2 separate regions of the Mustela erminea genome follow, and region 1 is linked to region 2. Evidence: chromatin contacts called from public Hi-C data. All regions are on one chromosome and are shown on one strand. Each heading gives the region's core, a stretch centred on a gene start, on an enhancer-like site or on the middle of the called end of the contact. The rest is flanking DNA. Distances are from core to core; before and after follow the strand shown. Region 1 holds the start of ATF7IP (activating transcription factor 7-interacting protein 1). Region 2 has its middle 61 kb from the start of ATF7IP.

What was found. Hi-C and Micro-C count contacts between places; a contact is called where the count stands out from the background.
Region 1: a contact with region 2 is called in a Hi-C map of skeletal muscle, with 7 times the contacts expected there. The contact joins the promoter of ATF7IP here to the enhancer-like site in region 2. A contact is called at or near these places in 3 of 3 Hi-C or Micro-C datasets (fibroblasts, skeletal muscle and spleen).

The regions. Positions count from the first base shown.
Region 1 is chr6:57,246,781-57,254,567 of mMusErm1.Pri, forward strand. ATF7IP (activating transcription factor 7-interacting protein 1) reads left to right here and starts at 4,669. Exons shown (of 15, transcript XM_032347397.1): 1 at 4,669-4,840.
Region 2 is chr6:57,186,618-57,194,153 of mMusErm1.Pri, forward strand. No RefSeq gene overlaps it. Among named protein-coding and RNA genes, the nearest start is that of ATF7IP, 61 kb to the right of the region's middle. Within about 2 kb of position 2,469, the one cell type or tissue checked has open chromatin away from gene starts, as enhancers often do. A contact at or near this core is called in fibroblasts, where this site is marked.

The sequences.
Region 1 (7,787 bases), core at 3,419-5,918, 62 kb after region 2:
ATTCTGAGAATATTGTAATACGTTCTGAGTATCTACAGAACCACAAACAGGAACCTGAGAAAAGCAAGAAAATGGAGGCTTGACATTACTGGCAAATGACTGCTAAGGAAAAAAATCTATTGACTCTGTACTAACAGAGACGAAGGATATGAAAAGTTAATTTTTAAAATTTATCTTGCATACTCTGAAGTTGTGTGAGTGTCTCAATCCACTGACCTCCACAGTATTCTGACAATTGGCTTTTATTTTGAGGTCACAGAGCAAAAAATATGGAGAAGCATTCCCCAGAGGCCTTTGGTAATATTAACAGAGATGTTTTAAGATCACAGTAGCCATTATGGTACTACTGAGTGTCAAATTCTGAGTGACAAAGGCATCCGTGTGTTCTTATAAATCTGTGTGTATGTTTATGATATATATGGCACATTATAATATGGGGACCAGAAAAGAGGCCTGTTTTGCTGAGTTATAATTATAGTACTGGTTCTATCCTTTTTATTGAGTGCCAGTTAAATATCTTCTAATAGAACCCATTTCATTCATTTAGATCACCTATGTACCTTGGAAAATGGTTTAGATACCTCTTCCCTTCTCTGGTGACTTCCTCTATTAGTTTTCTATTGCCATGTAACAAATTATGACAAATTTAGTAACTTAAGAAATATGCATCTATTATCTTGGTTAAAGAAATATGCATCTATTATCTTGGTTTCTGTGGGTCAGGATTTTTGATATGATTTAGATGGATCTTCTTCTCACAGAATCCCAAGGGTACAATCAAGGTACTATTTGTGCTGTATTTTCATTTGAATGTTTAGCTAGTAAAGAACCTACTTCCAAGCTCATTTGGTTTATTTATAGAATTTATTTCTTTATGGCTATATGATTGAGGGTCCTGGCTTTTCCCTGCCTGTTGGCTGAAGGCTACTTTCAGGCTACCCACAGATTCTGCAGGTCAGTTTAGTAAATTTCTATGTTGGTTTCTTCAACATAGTTGCTTACTGTGTCAAGCCAGCAAGGAGAAAGTCTCTCCTCAGGGAAGGTCCAGCTCCTTTCCAAAGGGATTTTTTCAGGGATGCCTGGGTGTCTCAGTTGGTTAAGTGTTTGCCTTTGGGTCAGGTCACGATCCTAGGGTCCTGGGATTGAGTCCCACATCGGGTTCCTTGTTCAGTGGACAGCCTGCTTCTCTCTCTGCTTATGCTCTGTCTCAAAAAAAAAAAAAAAAAAAAAAAAAATCTTTAAATAAAAACAAAAAACAAAAACAAAGGGCTTTTTCCAGATTAAGGCAGATCTCTCCAAGGTAATATCCCTTTTGGTTGGTTAACTTGAAATCAATTTATTTGAATCATTAATTACAACTGCAGAATTTATTTACTTTTGCCATACTCTATTGCCTAGAAGTAAGCCATGGATTCTGCCCATACTTAAGGGGAGAGGATTATACATGATATAAACATAAAGAAATAGAGATCATCCTGGAATCCAGTGTTCCACATTTCCTATTCCCAGAATTGCTTCTTGAGTTTTCCCAGGCTTGTCTACTTAATACTTCAATAAAATTCTCTGGAAATTGGAGGACAATAATAAAAATTATCAGGTTAATTCATATTTCTTCTTAATGATAGTATACAGATATATAGTACAGATGTACAGATAGTGTACAGGATGTACAGATAGAAACTGCTCAAGCTGAGCTATGTCTGCACTTTTACCATTCTGACAAGTACTATTATTACTTCTACTACTACCACCACTAGGATGATTACTATTAGCTGACCACTTATTGAGATATTACTATATATTCAGTATTATTTGAAATGTTTTACCAGAATTTAATCTTCATAAAAACCTCAGCAGACAGGGGCTATTTTTTATCATCTCCATTTCATATTTCAGGAACCATTTGTATAGAGCAGTTTAGAATGTGCTGCAGTAAAGTAGCAGCAACAGGATTCTAATTTAGGTAGTAAACTTTCAAAGCCCATTTTTGCAATCACTACATTAGGTGGTCTCATTTTGTAGTATTAGAAACTTCAGTTTTCCTCATTAGCTGTTCCTTTTTCAAGTTTATGCTATTTGTTCAACTGCTGCTCAATAGCTACAACTGAAATTCATTTATGTTTATTATTTTAGGTTTTTGGTTTTTTATTATTTTTTTGTGAGAAGTTCTGTGATTTTGCTTTACTACAGCATTTTTCCCCTAGAATATTCAGTCTGTTTGTATAAATAAGGCCAAAAAGGTGGATAAAATATTGAAATCCTTCAGTACTGATTGGTAAGTAGATGCCCCACCTGTGAATACTCCTCCTACCATCCAGTCTGCCTAGGTCCCCAGCTGAAGAAGCATTGGACCTCTTCACAATCCTACAACTAAGGGATTAATATCTGATGAAGTAGACAGTTTTTGAGTCTGTTTCTGATTGACCAATGCCTAGTGCCATAGAGAATGAGAAATATTTTGAATTTCTGTTTTACCTAACTTGAATTCTTTTTATATTATTCTGACAGCCACATGAAACTCTTCATTATGAGTCAGGTCAAGCATCACACTTATTACAAGAAACAGGTAAGGAATTTTCCTATATTCTATGAGCAAGATTTAGGTCCTCTTATTCTGTATTTCTTTTATATTTAGCATATATCTTCATGATAGTAATGCTTTTTAAAAAGATTTTATTTATTTGAGAAAGAGAGCAGAGTGAAAGAGAGAGCTCATGAGTTTGGGGGGCCTGGGGGTGGGGAAGGGGAGAGGCAGAGGGAGGGAAAGAGAGGAAGAAGTAGAGTCTCTGCTGAGCAGGGAGCCCAATGTGGGGCTCAATCCCAGGATCCTGGGATCATGACCTGAGCTGAAGGCAGATGCTTCAACCACCTGAGCCAGCCAGGCGTCGGGATAGTAATGATTTAATAATATTTATCAGTATATATGTTTTTTATCTCCATTAGAGGGAGTGCCATTTCCTCTGGGCATCTTTAGTGCCTAGAATAGTATGTGAGTACATAATAAATACTGTAATTGTTGAATGAAGCTATGATTGCTTAGATCAACTAGCAGTTAGAATGGCTGAAGAAACTATAAATGTGTAGTTGAGTATATTGTGGGAGATTCAAATACAATAAAACTGTCTAGTTAGAGTCTTAGGGAGGCAGGTCTAGAAGATGAGCATATCTATGAAAAATGACCAGTTGGTGAGTTAATGCTGAATTATTTTTCCCTTTGCCATTGAGAGTGAACTATTATAAACACGATTCTTTTTTATTTATAGAAAACATACAAAGTGAAATCTGATGTGCTCTATTATTCCAATCCCATTTGTCTTATTATAGAATGAAGCTTTTGATATTGATATTAATATTTACAAATTGTTGAGTATTTTATAACTGAGCACCTATGTACTAAATAAATTATAATACATCGTTATAATTGAGACTGTATAATTTTTTTGAACAATCACGTACTATGTTCTGTGTAAAGTACTTTACAAAGCTTAGCAATAAAACAATGCAAATCTGTGTTATTTCCTGATTTATTTACCTTTCAAGTGATCCTTCATTATTCTACAATAAAGTTCACCTTTTAGGCAAATAATCTTTTAAATTGGGTTTCATTTTAGAGTTCACCTTTTCTAGGAAGGCATTACTGATTCTCCAACTCTGGATTAGGCGATTCTCCTAAAGCCACTCAGGATTTCAACTACGTTGAAAGACCAGACTTATAAAAATAAGTATCAAGCGTCCTCCACTAATTTCTTATTGCTTACAATGTCCTGTTTACTTTTGTTTCCTCTAGTATAGATTTCTTGAGGACAGGCACCTAATATAGTTCTAGAACACTGATTGCTAAATAAAAACGGAATGAATAGATTAAGGGGAAAATTGTATTAAAAAACAAGATAACCAAACCTTACGAACTATTTGTCAGGCTCTTCTTGCTTTGCAAAAGAACTTTACATTTATCCTGTCATTGACCTCTCTTAACCGATTTGAAGCACAGTCGCTATCACCATTTCAGAGATGAGAAAACTGTGTTAACACACGTGTTCCAAGAAACAGGCAAGAAGACAGGAGTACTTGGATGTGAGCCCAGCTCTCCCAACAAACTGAGTAGCATCTTCTCTACTGCATCTCACGGCCTTCATTAAAGATTGGCTCCCAATATAAAATTGCATATAAGGATACAACTTCCGGTAGAAGGGTATGATTGGAAGTGCTAGCTCTGGCACAAAACTGAAAGAAAATACGTGTCTTCGCCATTCTCTCATTACTTACAGTTTAAAGTATACTTTGTGAATTTTTAATATAAATAATGAACAAATATACTTCAGCCTTTTCCGAAAATCTTTCTCTCCGCTCTTTAACTCTCACGTACCTATTTCCTTCCTTCTTTCCTAAGGCTCATAGAGGGCGCTAACAAAGTGCTACTCACTGGTTGAGCGAAGCTCCACTCAAAACACAACTCACACTGCAACTGAAAGGCGCAGCGCCACCACCTCAGACTTCCTTCTCTTTTCCAAGGCAGGAGGCGTGGCCAATTTTCCTCATTCAAATAAAAAACCAGGAGATTTGCATGGGGAAAGGCTGATCCGTGAGCCTATTGGCTGTTAATACCACGGGCGTGGCCAATATTACGCCCATGTAGCCCCGCCTACATTAATTTGCATAACGGCCCCGGCGCGTGCAGGGGAGAAGCGGGTTTGTTTTTGAATCTGCGGAGGCGGCGGCGGCAGCGGCGGCGCGGCGACTGAAGCGCGCGATACTGAAGCGGCCGCGTTGAGGACGGTTGCGCGGAACGGCTCTGTAGGAAGGAACTTGGTTCCCCCTCCCTCATCTCCCGCCCCGAAAGGTATATATGACTCCTAGGGGCTGTTATAACCACATTTTCTTAAATTACTATTGTATTTATGAAGAGTCAAGACCGCATTATGGCGGCTGCGGGAGTTGTGTGTGCGCCTGCGCGGTTGCGGAGCTGCGGGCGGGCGCTGCATGGGAGCACGTGATCTTGCGGGGTCGGGCTCTAGCTGCAGTTGTGCAGCTGGCGGGGCGGTGGCTGCGCAAGCGCAATATTCATTTTCAAGATCTAATGTTCTTGTTGGACGCCATTTGGGTTCTAGATTTAATTTTCCTCATTCTTGAGGAGTTTCATTTTGTTATCCTCAAATTTCCACATTTTTTAAGGAAAACGTTTCTCTTGTGTTTTACTCTTATATCGGGCTCAAACTCTTTTTTATATTTTTCCGATTCTCTGAGAAGCTGTGAACTTAATTATCCGTAAAAATGATTGTCACTTGTGGTTCTCGATTATAATCTCACTTTTGGGGTATTGCTGGGTTCAAGTGTATATTTAGGGAGATAAAGATCAGCACCTAGTGGTGGTCCCAGGGGAAGTACATTTAATTGAACTGCATATCTGCAAATACATTTTTAACCCTAATTTTACCAGTTCTGTTATCAGGGAATGTTTACAAAATAGAAGCAGTTTTGAGTTTTGGAAATATGAGGGGGAAAGAGCATTGGAAAAATCAAATCTCAGTCTAAGTTAATGAAGTCCTAATTATCAGTTTGTGTGCTTCTGATCCTACTTGAATCTGAGTTTTAGATTTCTTTCAGTCTCTGATCTCTTGTCCATAACTGCTTCAGTTTGGTCATTTTTATTACTCTGACTTTTAAAATTAAAGTCTTTTTTTTTTTAAGCATTTTATTATATGTGAAATATAACTTGGCAAATTTTTTTACAAAGAATTCTTATGAGAATTAACTACACTGAGGCCCTTATGAGGAATAAAGTTAACCATCAATGAAAAAAAATTAGTTGAGTCTTTAAAAAAACTGCACCATATACATGTGTATGAGATATAGTCGTGTTTGAATTCTTAGTGTTCTTAGTTTTCGTTTCTTAAAGAAGGTGGTTGTAAGTATGCTACTGATTATTTTAGTTTACAGTGGTTGTGTCACTATATTTAAATCTTATATAACACCCCTGGGATAAGTGTTATACAATTTGATATAATTCTGTTACTGCGCAGATTATTTCTTAGTGGACTCAAAACTTGTAACTGGTTTTCATAAATGTCACCTGTGGTTTGTGTGTACAATAATTGGTTTCTGGGTTGGTTATATTAACACTAAGTTTAAATCAGTTATCTGTCAAATGAAGAAGTGACTAGTACTTTATAATGGTTGGTTAGGGATGTTTTTCTTGCCCAAAGCAAGTTCTGTTAGTATTAAGTAGATGTAATTGAAAGGAATAGTTTTGGTTGGTGGATTTTTAAAAAATGACATTACATACAAGATAGATTGGAGTGATAGGAAAGATAATTCTTTTTTCTCAACAGAAAATTAGCCATTCATATAATTCCTGGACCTCTGGACTCTTCTACACAGAAATTATATTTAGAGGGCAGTTGTGTAATCTTTTCCCTTTTTATACTTATGAGGTGGATTACCCAGCACACCCTTCCCCCACTTCCTGTGAGATTCTCTCAGAAGTTTAGAGTTAAAAATGTGTTGTATTTTCTATATTTGTGTGTTTGTATGTGTATTTATGTACACGTATATATTTAAGTTAAGAAAAGAACTTCGATCTTAGGACTTGATACGCTTTGCACTTCCAGAGTGAAGTGAAATGTGAAGTGAAGTAAAGTGGAATATTTTGGTTTGTATATTTAAACTTATGTTTTCATTTGAATATACAGATGGTTGCCTCTTAGGTTAATGCTGAAGATTATAAAAGGTACTTGAAAACACTGAGGAACATAATGTATAATATAAATATTTCTTAGGAAGATAATTTTGCTGTTTGTTAGAAAGGCAAGTATATTTCTGTAAACTTAAAACTAAGACCAATGAATTGTCTGAATGTTCACTCTATGTTTGCTGTTCTTTCAATAACAAGCATGTTTTGAAATTTTTGTTTCATAGTTAAAATACCACAAAATTTTGTCATATATGTAATGTAAATAATATTAGGACTAGATTATTTAAGGAATGAATACTAACTTACTGGGGTCATTTAAAACTTTTTTAGTTTTGTAGGTTTTAAATATCACAAAATGTAGTTTAGACAAAAAGGTTTGATTAAGCCATAAACCATTAAAATACTTTTTTCTTTAAATTGTGATTTGAATATATGATATATATATTTAAATACTTTTTTTTTTTTTTTTTTACTTATAACACATTTGGAAAGTATTGAAAATTAGCAACATTTAGAAATAAACACTCTAAATGTTTTGGTGATTTTTGTTAGTTTTCCATGGTTGATCAGTCAGTCAATAAATAGGATTGTTCAATAAATATTGATAGTTAGTTTTTCGTTTGGACCATAAGTTCATTCCTGTTCTTTTAATTCAGTATTACATTGTGGATGTTTTCCCATTTCCTTATTCTTTTAAAAATACTTCACTTTTTTTTTTTTTAATATATAATAGTCTTTTAAAAATGTTTAATGGCTGCATAATAGTATGTCGTGAAAATATCCCAAATCATCAAATACTCTGCAAATGTTTTTAAGTGGTTACGGAATATTGTTATTTCTAATAGCAATGTACTGTGACTTATTAAACATTTCTTTTATTGGCCATTTGTTTGTTTACTTTTTCTTTGGTATAAATAATGCTGCAGTGAACATCCTTACACATGAGTCATGAACAGCATCTTATAGTATTTATTCAAAATTACTGCTTCAAAGGGTATTTAAACTAATACACACAATTAATAAAGCTTTGTTGTTTTGAAAAGCATTTCCCATACCACTATCAATTTGATGGCTGAAAAATAGTAGCTCATTATTT
Region 2 (7,536 bases), core at 1,219-3,718:
TACTACAGGTGAGAAAACACAGACGATCAGAATTTGGATTAGTCAGTTTCTTTTGGGGGAGGTGGGGGAATAAAACCAAGGAATTGTAAAGATTCCATTCCACTCAGTAGCTCTCACATTTCGAGAAGAGGAACTGTAAAATAAATCCATAGTTCCTGATAGTCCGCAAAAGAAAAAGAACACAGGCCAAGGCTCGAAAAAGCTACGAGGTATAAAAGACTTTTAAAGCCCTGGACTGAGGCTAGAGATACAGTATTTGAATTAACTTATCAGTTCGACAACTATTTATTCCTCGTTACTTTTTTGCCAGGTACTATTCCCAAAGCTGGTTATACTGTTCTGTTCAGACAGACAGACACGGCCCTAAGGGACTTAGAAAACAGTGAGGGAAGAACAAGAAAACAAATATAAATTAAGTTAGGCAGGGCTACAACAGAAAAATCTGTAACAAAAAAAGATACATGAGAGGGGCACCTGGGTGGCTCAGTGGGTTAAGCCGCTGCCTTCGGCTCAGGTCATGATCTCAGGGTCCTGGGATCGAGTCCCGCATCAGGCTCTCTGCTCAGCAGGGAGTCTGCTTCCTCCTCTCTCTCTGCCTGCCTCTCTGCCTACTTGTGATCTCTCTCTGTCAAATAAATAAATAAAATCTTTAAAAAAAAAAAAAAAAGATACGTGAGAAGATAACTGGTCATAGTGAATCTACTATTGACTAAGTGTTCAGGAAGGCTTCTCTGAGGAAGTGACTAGGAGGCAAGGCCTATGCTAAGTAGGAAGCGCTTCAGGAGGGAGAAACACTTCAAACCCAAGAAACTAAAGGTGTGAAAATCCCAAACAAAAGTTAATCTAACAATGAGAGGGCCAATGTGGATTACTTGGACTCCAATAGAGTATAACACTGCAGGTCTCCCCACAATAATTGTGACTTGTAAATCTCCTAAGAGCACATTCAGATGCTGGTTTCACCTCTTTTACAGACATTTCAAAGGTTACCTTGGCCACAACCTAAGTCGTCTTTCTCAGGGGAATGAGTCACAAGACAAAGCCAGCCCTTCCCCTCCCGCCTGTAAAAATAGCTTTTCCAGAGCTACTGTTAGAATTGGCTTTTTTCCAGCACTTTATGCTCTATTGAAACGAAACACTTAAATGAGCAACTTACTCAGATTTGTGCTCTAGGAGAAATGACAGTATGTTTGGTTCTGCGGGGGGACTCCAGCGTGAATTTTAAATGGCTACTTTAGAATTAATACCTGTGACACCATGGAAGTGAGACATCTGTGGTCCTAGTTGGGTAAAATAGCCCTACGCCATGCACATGAGTAAGACAAACTGCCCACGAAGCAAGGGACTGGGAGTACGATTCTCAGCACAGCAGCCCGGGCTTTGTGCTTCGACATAAAATTGAGACAGGCTCAAAGGCCTTCCGACATCTTGACATGTTGCTTGATTTGGCCACCAGGGGGAGACCCGGGAGTCGTCAAGCGTCAAACAGAACCACACCCAGATTATGGGTACTTATTATCTGTTTCTCCTCTGACTTCAAAAGGAGCAAAAGGAAAATGAAAAATTCTTAAGAAACACTGAACTTTAAAAAAAAAAAAAAAACGAGCTAACATTCACGTGACACGATGTTAACCATTTTAAAGTGTACAGTTTGGTGGCATTTCGTCCATCCACGATATAGGGCAACCATCCTCTCTTTCTGGTTCTGAAACCTAAGAAATGCTTAAATTTCATAGAAAGAGAAATTGTATACAAATGCCCAGCCCTGTTCTAGCCTTATTCTGCCACACCCCCCGGTTTTGCCTCCACCTGCATCATGTTAAGGAATGGTTCCCCCCGGCGCATTCTCCGAACAGGTTTCTTCACTAAAGTCACAGAATCTGGTCCCGGGTTAAAATCACACGTTCAAAAACCAAAAACACCTCCATTCTTCACTTCTTTCTCTGGGAATCTCGCAGTTGCAACAGAAAGCCGGTATGGGCGACTGTTTAAAAATTCTATAGATAATGTTTTGTCATTTCTCAGCAAAGATAGGATTTAAATTAAATATAGCTACAAAACGGAAAATAAGAAGGTACTGCACCAACACCTTTCAGCATTTGGTGTAGAATTTAAAGTTATTTCCATCCAGAATGAGAATTTTCAATCTTTCTAGGTTAGAATGAGAGCCAAGATTTAAGGGCACCATGTCAGTTGGTTAGATAACAAATTTGAGAAAAGCGGAACTAAATAGTTAATGTAATAGAAGCTGAAGGTTTGCAACCTAAATCCACTATTTTATTAAAGAATTTAATCTACTTCATGGGGCCCTGGCCCAGGGAAGGGTAAAAAAATGCCAACCAAACTGGAGAGGCAGGGGGAGGGGAACTGCTGTTGGTGACTCTGGGAAAACAGGAGGGAGGGAAACCGAAGAGCGAATGAGGCCGGATCCGCCCTAACAAAGAGGCAGAAACTGTGTCTCAACAGCCACCAAATCCAGTTCAGGGCGGTTTGAGCCAGTTTCTGAGCTGGATTGAGAACAACAGCCTCGGCTGAGACTTGACTAGGGTGAAATAGAAAATACAGAATGGACTTCGCAGAAAGAAGTGGATTTGGCCTGGACTCGCAGGAGCCTAAAGCTGTTTCCTGGAGTAGCAAAGTCAGATAAAATATAAGGCCTGGAGTCGGAACAGGGGCCTGTTACGGGAGGAAAAATTACAGAACACTGCCTCTGTGCCATGATCCAGCCCGCATTTTCCCTCCTACTGCCCCTAATTGTGGCTGGTGAGGGAAAAGGGCCTCAGGGTATCAGTTTTCAGAGAAAGCGGGCTGCAGTGTTGGGGGAGGGGAGGATTTTGTGTCTTGGGTAGTTAAGTGTTTGCTAGGAGTTGGGGGGGAAAAAATGTGTGAGAGGGTCTAAAGCAGAGGGAACAACACTTCACACCCTGCAGTTCACACCACCTCTCCGCACCTTTGCTGCATTATTGCACAACCACAAAGTACACCGCCCATCGGTGTTGTGGGAGCACCTTACATACAACTGGCACTTACACGTGACCTGACCAGGCTTCTTCAGCCCTGTGCATTAATGACAACGAACATACTCCACACTGTCAATGTGCTCTTTTCGTTCGTGTCCCAAAATACAAACAAGCTGTACATACCCTCTCAAACAATAGACAGACGCAGCAGTATTAGGTAACAGTGGAATGATAATCCTGTCCTCGCCTCTCCTCCCTCAGGTGCCAGAAGCTCCGGTCCCACCCCTGAAGTGCCCCCCTGAGAGGCGCAGTCCGCTGCCTTTGAGGGTATGCACATCCTGCGGCCAGGTTTGGCTCAGAACCTTCCCCCGCCACTTAAGTCTCCTGACTCCCCCCCCCACCCCCAAACTCCGAAGGCTGCCTTGGAATTCTAGACAAAGTCTGGGCCTGCCTTGGAAGGGACAGGGGAGCGCAGGAAATTTTGGAGGTGGAAGGTGCTAAATTCACTCTCCCTTGAGTGTCCAGAGATTAAGAATCTTCCTGCCGCGCCAGTTTTAAGTGCCTGGGGACCCCAGGGCTTCTGTGACTTGGAAGGCAGCCCCGGTGTATGTAGGAGGCTCATGGGGGGGACCCCTATGGAGTTTAGAGATTTCAAATACGCCCAATGGCAACCAGATCTGTAGGTTTTAGAAATTTCTTAAGAGATTGGGGGCGGGGTGAGGGAGAAGATCAAGCTGAAAGATGTCACAATCCTACTGTAGAGATACAATAGGAACACACACACTTTGCTTTACTTGAGTGCAACAACCTACCAGAAATCGAACTTGTTACTAGCATGTTCTATTTGACGCTTAATACACAAATAACTTGTGCTGCTCTCACACGTTCATTTAATTAACTTTTAGACCTGGGTTGCTGTACATTCTGCTAGAAGGTGTTTTTTGTTGTTGTTGTTGTTTTGTTGTCGTTTGAGGGGTTTTTGTCTTTTAGTAGGGGACGGTGTTTCTCCCCACATGAACATGAAGGAGGCTACAGAAGAGAGAATAGTAAAAATCACTATAATACGGAGAGCTTGCTATAAGCCTGACATAATACCAAATGTTTCGCATATTAAGTTATCTCATTCAACCCCCACCACGTATTTCTGACTTAGATATTATCATCCCCATCTCAGAGATGAGGACAGTGAAGCTTGCGAGGGTAGGTCTTTTATCGATTGAAGTGGCAGGCCAGGATTCTGGCTCTAGAGTCCGTGTCAAAATGCAAACTCACCCGCTAGTGATTATATAAACCTTTTCCTAGACCCTACTATGCATCGACCTACTTTGGGCTGGGGAGGAAGATGATCGTAGTGACAGGAGGAGAATTGGTTCAGCGATGAGATCAAGGTTCCTGCCTTCAACGAGCTTTCAATCTAATAGCTGTTTTTTTCAAGGACAATTCAGGACTGCCTGACAAGGGATTATTATTTTTTTTTTTTTTCTCCCTCTGGGCCTCAGAGACCATCTGGGGAAAATAGTTTGGAATTTCCCTACCATTTCCGTGCTGTGGGGAGGAATATCTGAAGTGAGGACAGCCCTAGTACCAGCAGCCAGCACAGGCAGGCGGGGTGGAAAGGGGCAGGGCGAGGCCGCTGGGGAGCCGTAGCTATGGCAACCCAGCTTGCTTTCCAGAACAATGTCTCTAACCAGGAAAACAGCTCCGGAGCGCTTTTCTCTTCATAATCCCCATGGCCAGTTCGGCCAGGGAATGCACAAAGGGGATTCTTTTTTTGTAGAGAAATGACTCTTTACAAGGCCAAGAACAAAAGAAAACATTTGTTGTATAGGGTCTGTCTTTTGTATTTAGCTGGAATAAAATCAACAAAGCGCAGTTACTTAGTTCCTCTTTACCATTCACAGGAAATGAACACAGCTTTGTTGTACAGCTTCCTATTTTTGGAAAACGTTTGTTTAATTTTTATTTTATCCCCATTTTACAGATGAGAGATTAGCAAGCATGAATGGACATGCTGTCTCTAAAACTATAATTGAAACACCTGGGCGTCCTTTCTGAAGGTTTTCTGAAGCTAGTCCTGCCTTTGGCTACAGATAATATGAAGAGGATTCATGTCCACGTGCTCAGGGGCCAAGGTGCTACCAGGGCTCCCTAGACTCAGACTCAGGTCCTCCCGCTTTCAGTTTCCAGCCACTCACCCCTCCCCCCGCAGCAGCACCCCGTAGCCTGGAGAAGGAGGGACAGGAAGGGGGGGTAGAAATGGTGGGGAAGAAGGGAGGTGGGGGTGGAGACCGAGGAGGTGGAAGGAGAGGGGAGTTACCCGAAGAGCGGAAGGAGGAGGAGTGGGGGAGGGGAGTGGGAGGAGGAGAAGGAGGAATGCGGAAGACATTCCAGCCCCACCCCTTGCAAGTCTCCACTCCAGCGAGTTTGGAAACTCCAGCTCACAGGGCTAAAAGGCTGCAGTGTGCGCTGGAAGGCTGCAGGCCTCCAGGCTTTCCAGTCATCTATAGCCAGACTACACCCTGCACACTGAAGGCTCTCTCTAGCTTTGCTGAGCCGGGTTATGACCTCCCTAAGGAGGAGAACTGGGATGTGCTTGGCAGTCCCCACCCACAAGACCAAGAACGAAGGCCGTTACTATAAGCTTAATAATCAGCGATCTTCTATAAATACCCACACCTATAAATAATGTAATTCTTTGACAGTTAGATGAATCCAAAAGAATAAGAGCTCAACCACCTCAGGATATTAAAAGCCGTGCTCCCTAAGTCTCGGTGCTCTGGGGGGATGGGGGTGCAGTGCTTTATACAATCAACAAGACCGAAATCAGCTTGGCCAATACTTGAGCGTCAGTCCCTTTGTGCTATGATAAGGGAGGAAGAGAAATCCCATTCTCCTGGGGGTGAATTTACGGGCATTGCCTGAGGATCTTCAAACTACACTTTCTACCCCATCCCTGGAGATTCTTAATGATACTTAATGATAGGAAGTGTCCTCTTCTCCACCCCAACCCCAAAACAGAAAACCACTGCCAGTACCAGGCTTCTAAGGAGTTGATTGGATGAAGTGTTAATACTAAACTAAGGCCTACATTCGTTGTGCTTCCCACAGTTCTTTATATTTCAGTAGATATTAATAGCTTACCCTGCTTTAGGAAGTGAAAACAATGGATCTTTATAGAAATTTTTAAAAAAGATTTATTGACTGATTATTTGAGAGGGAGAGATGGAGGGGGCAGAGGGAGAGGGAGAATCTCAAGCAGAGTCTCTGCTGACCGTGGAACCTGACATGGGGCTGTCTTAGCACCCTGAGATCGTGACCTGAGCAGAAACCAAGTCTGACACTCAACCAACCAAGCCACCCAGTTACCCCATAGTGAATTTTTAAAGATTCTTTTAGAGTAGTTGAAATTCCTACAATGGAGAAATATATCATCCCCCTCCTAGAGTTTGAACTTTGTAATAGTCAATATTCATTCAACATTGATTGAACCCTCCCTAACAATCGGGCTCTATGGTACTATTCCCTACCGCAGACCTGTGAGGTTTTAAAATCCCATTAAACATGGAACTTGCTTTCAAAGAACTAACAGGTTGGGAAGAAAGATACTGGGGACATCAGCTATTGTGGAGTGGTGTGATATATGCTTCATAAAGATAGGAACAAGGTGTGCTGTGAGAGAAGAAAGGAAAGACGTGAAAACAGAGTGCGGATGGGTGGAGCAGGGGGGTGGAGAACTTCTCGGGAAGAGCTGAAAAACGAGATGGAGCTTGCTAAATGATATCATAACCAGGAGTCAGAAAAACTGAGTTCCAGTTCCAGATTTGCCAATAGATCAGCTATTAGGCAGACGTAGAAGAACTCAAAAGATAAAGGCAAAACAGGGGACCTGAAATTCAGCAGGTCGGGAGCTTTGCAGGACCCGAAATGAGAGAATTAGCCTAGTAAAAGAATTGATCTCTTTCCTTGGCCAGGAGGTTTCCATGCATACTTTTAGAATCATAGCCACTCCACAATTTTGAAGAATCCTTAACAAAGGTGAGTTCTTGGTGCAGATATCAACACTAAAGCACTTTAAAATTTCAGCATGTCATTTATATAACTTTAGGGTTATTAGCAAAGTCACACATTATTAGACCCTTTCTCAGACTGCAATGAAACACTTGATGCTGAGTCAATACCGCCTTCACTGTAATTTTGAAGTGGTCTGCTAAGACCTGTTCACACATGCGAGGCTAAGATCCAGCACCAGCGATTATGCTAGGGTCTCTGCCTATGCCACATGCCCAACAATCAATCTGTTTAAGCACTTCAGCTCTTAAAGACAAGAACAGGAAGAGACAAACCTCCTTGCGAGGTTTGGGGAATGGTAGGAGCTGGAGTGCAAAAGTCTGTTTTCCCACTACTACCCCAGTTTGTGGTCCCTCAGCAAGCAGGTATCACAGATGCTGCTTTTCTCCGCTGGTAATTCAGCAGTGAGTTCACCAAATATTTCTGGGTCTTCAGTTTTTGAGCACAACGTCAGATTCCATTACCTGAACTCTTTGCAATTAAGTATAATCACCTTACTCAAAAAGAT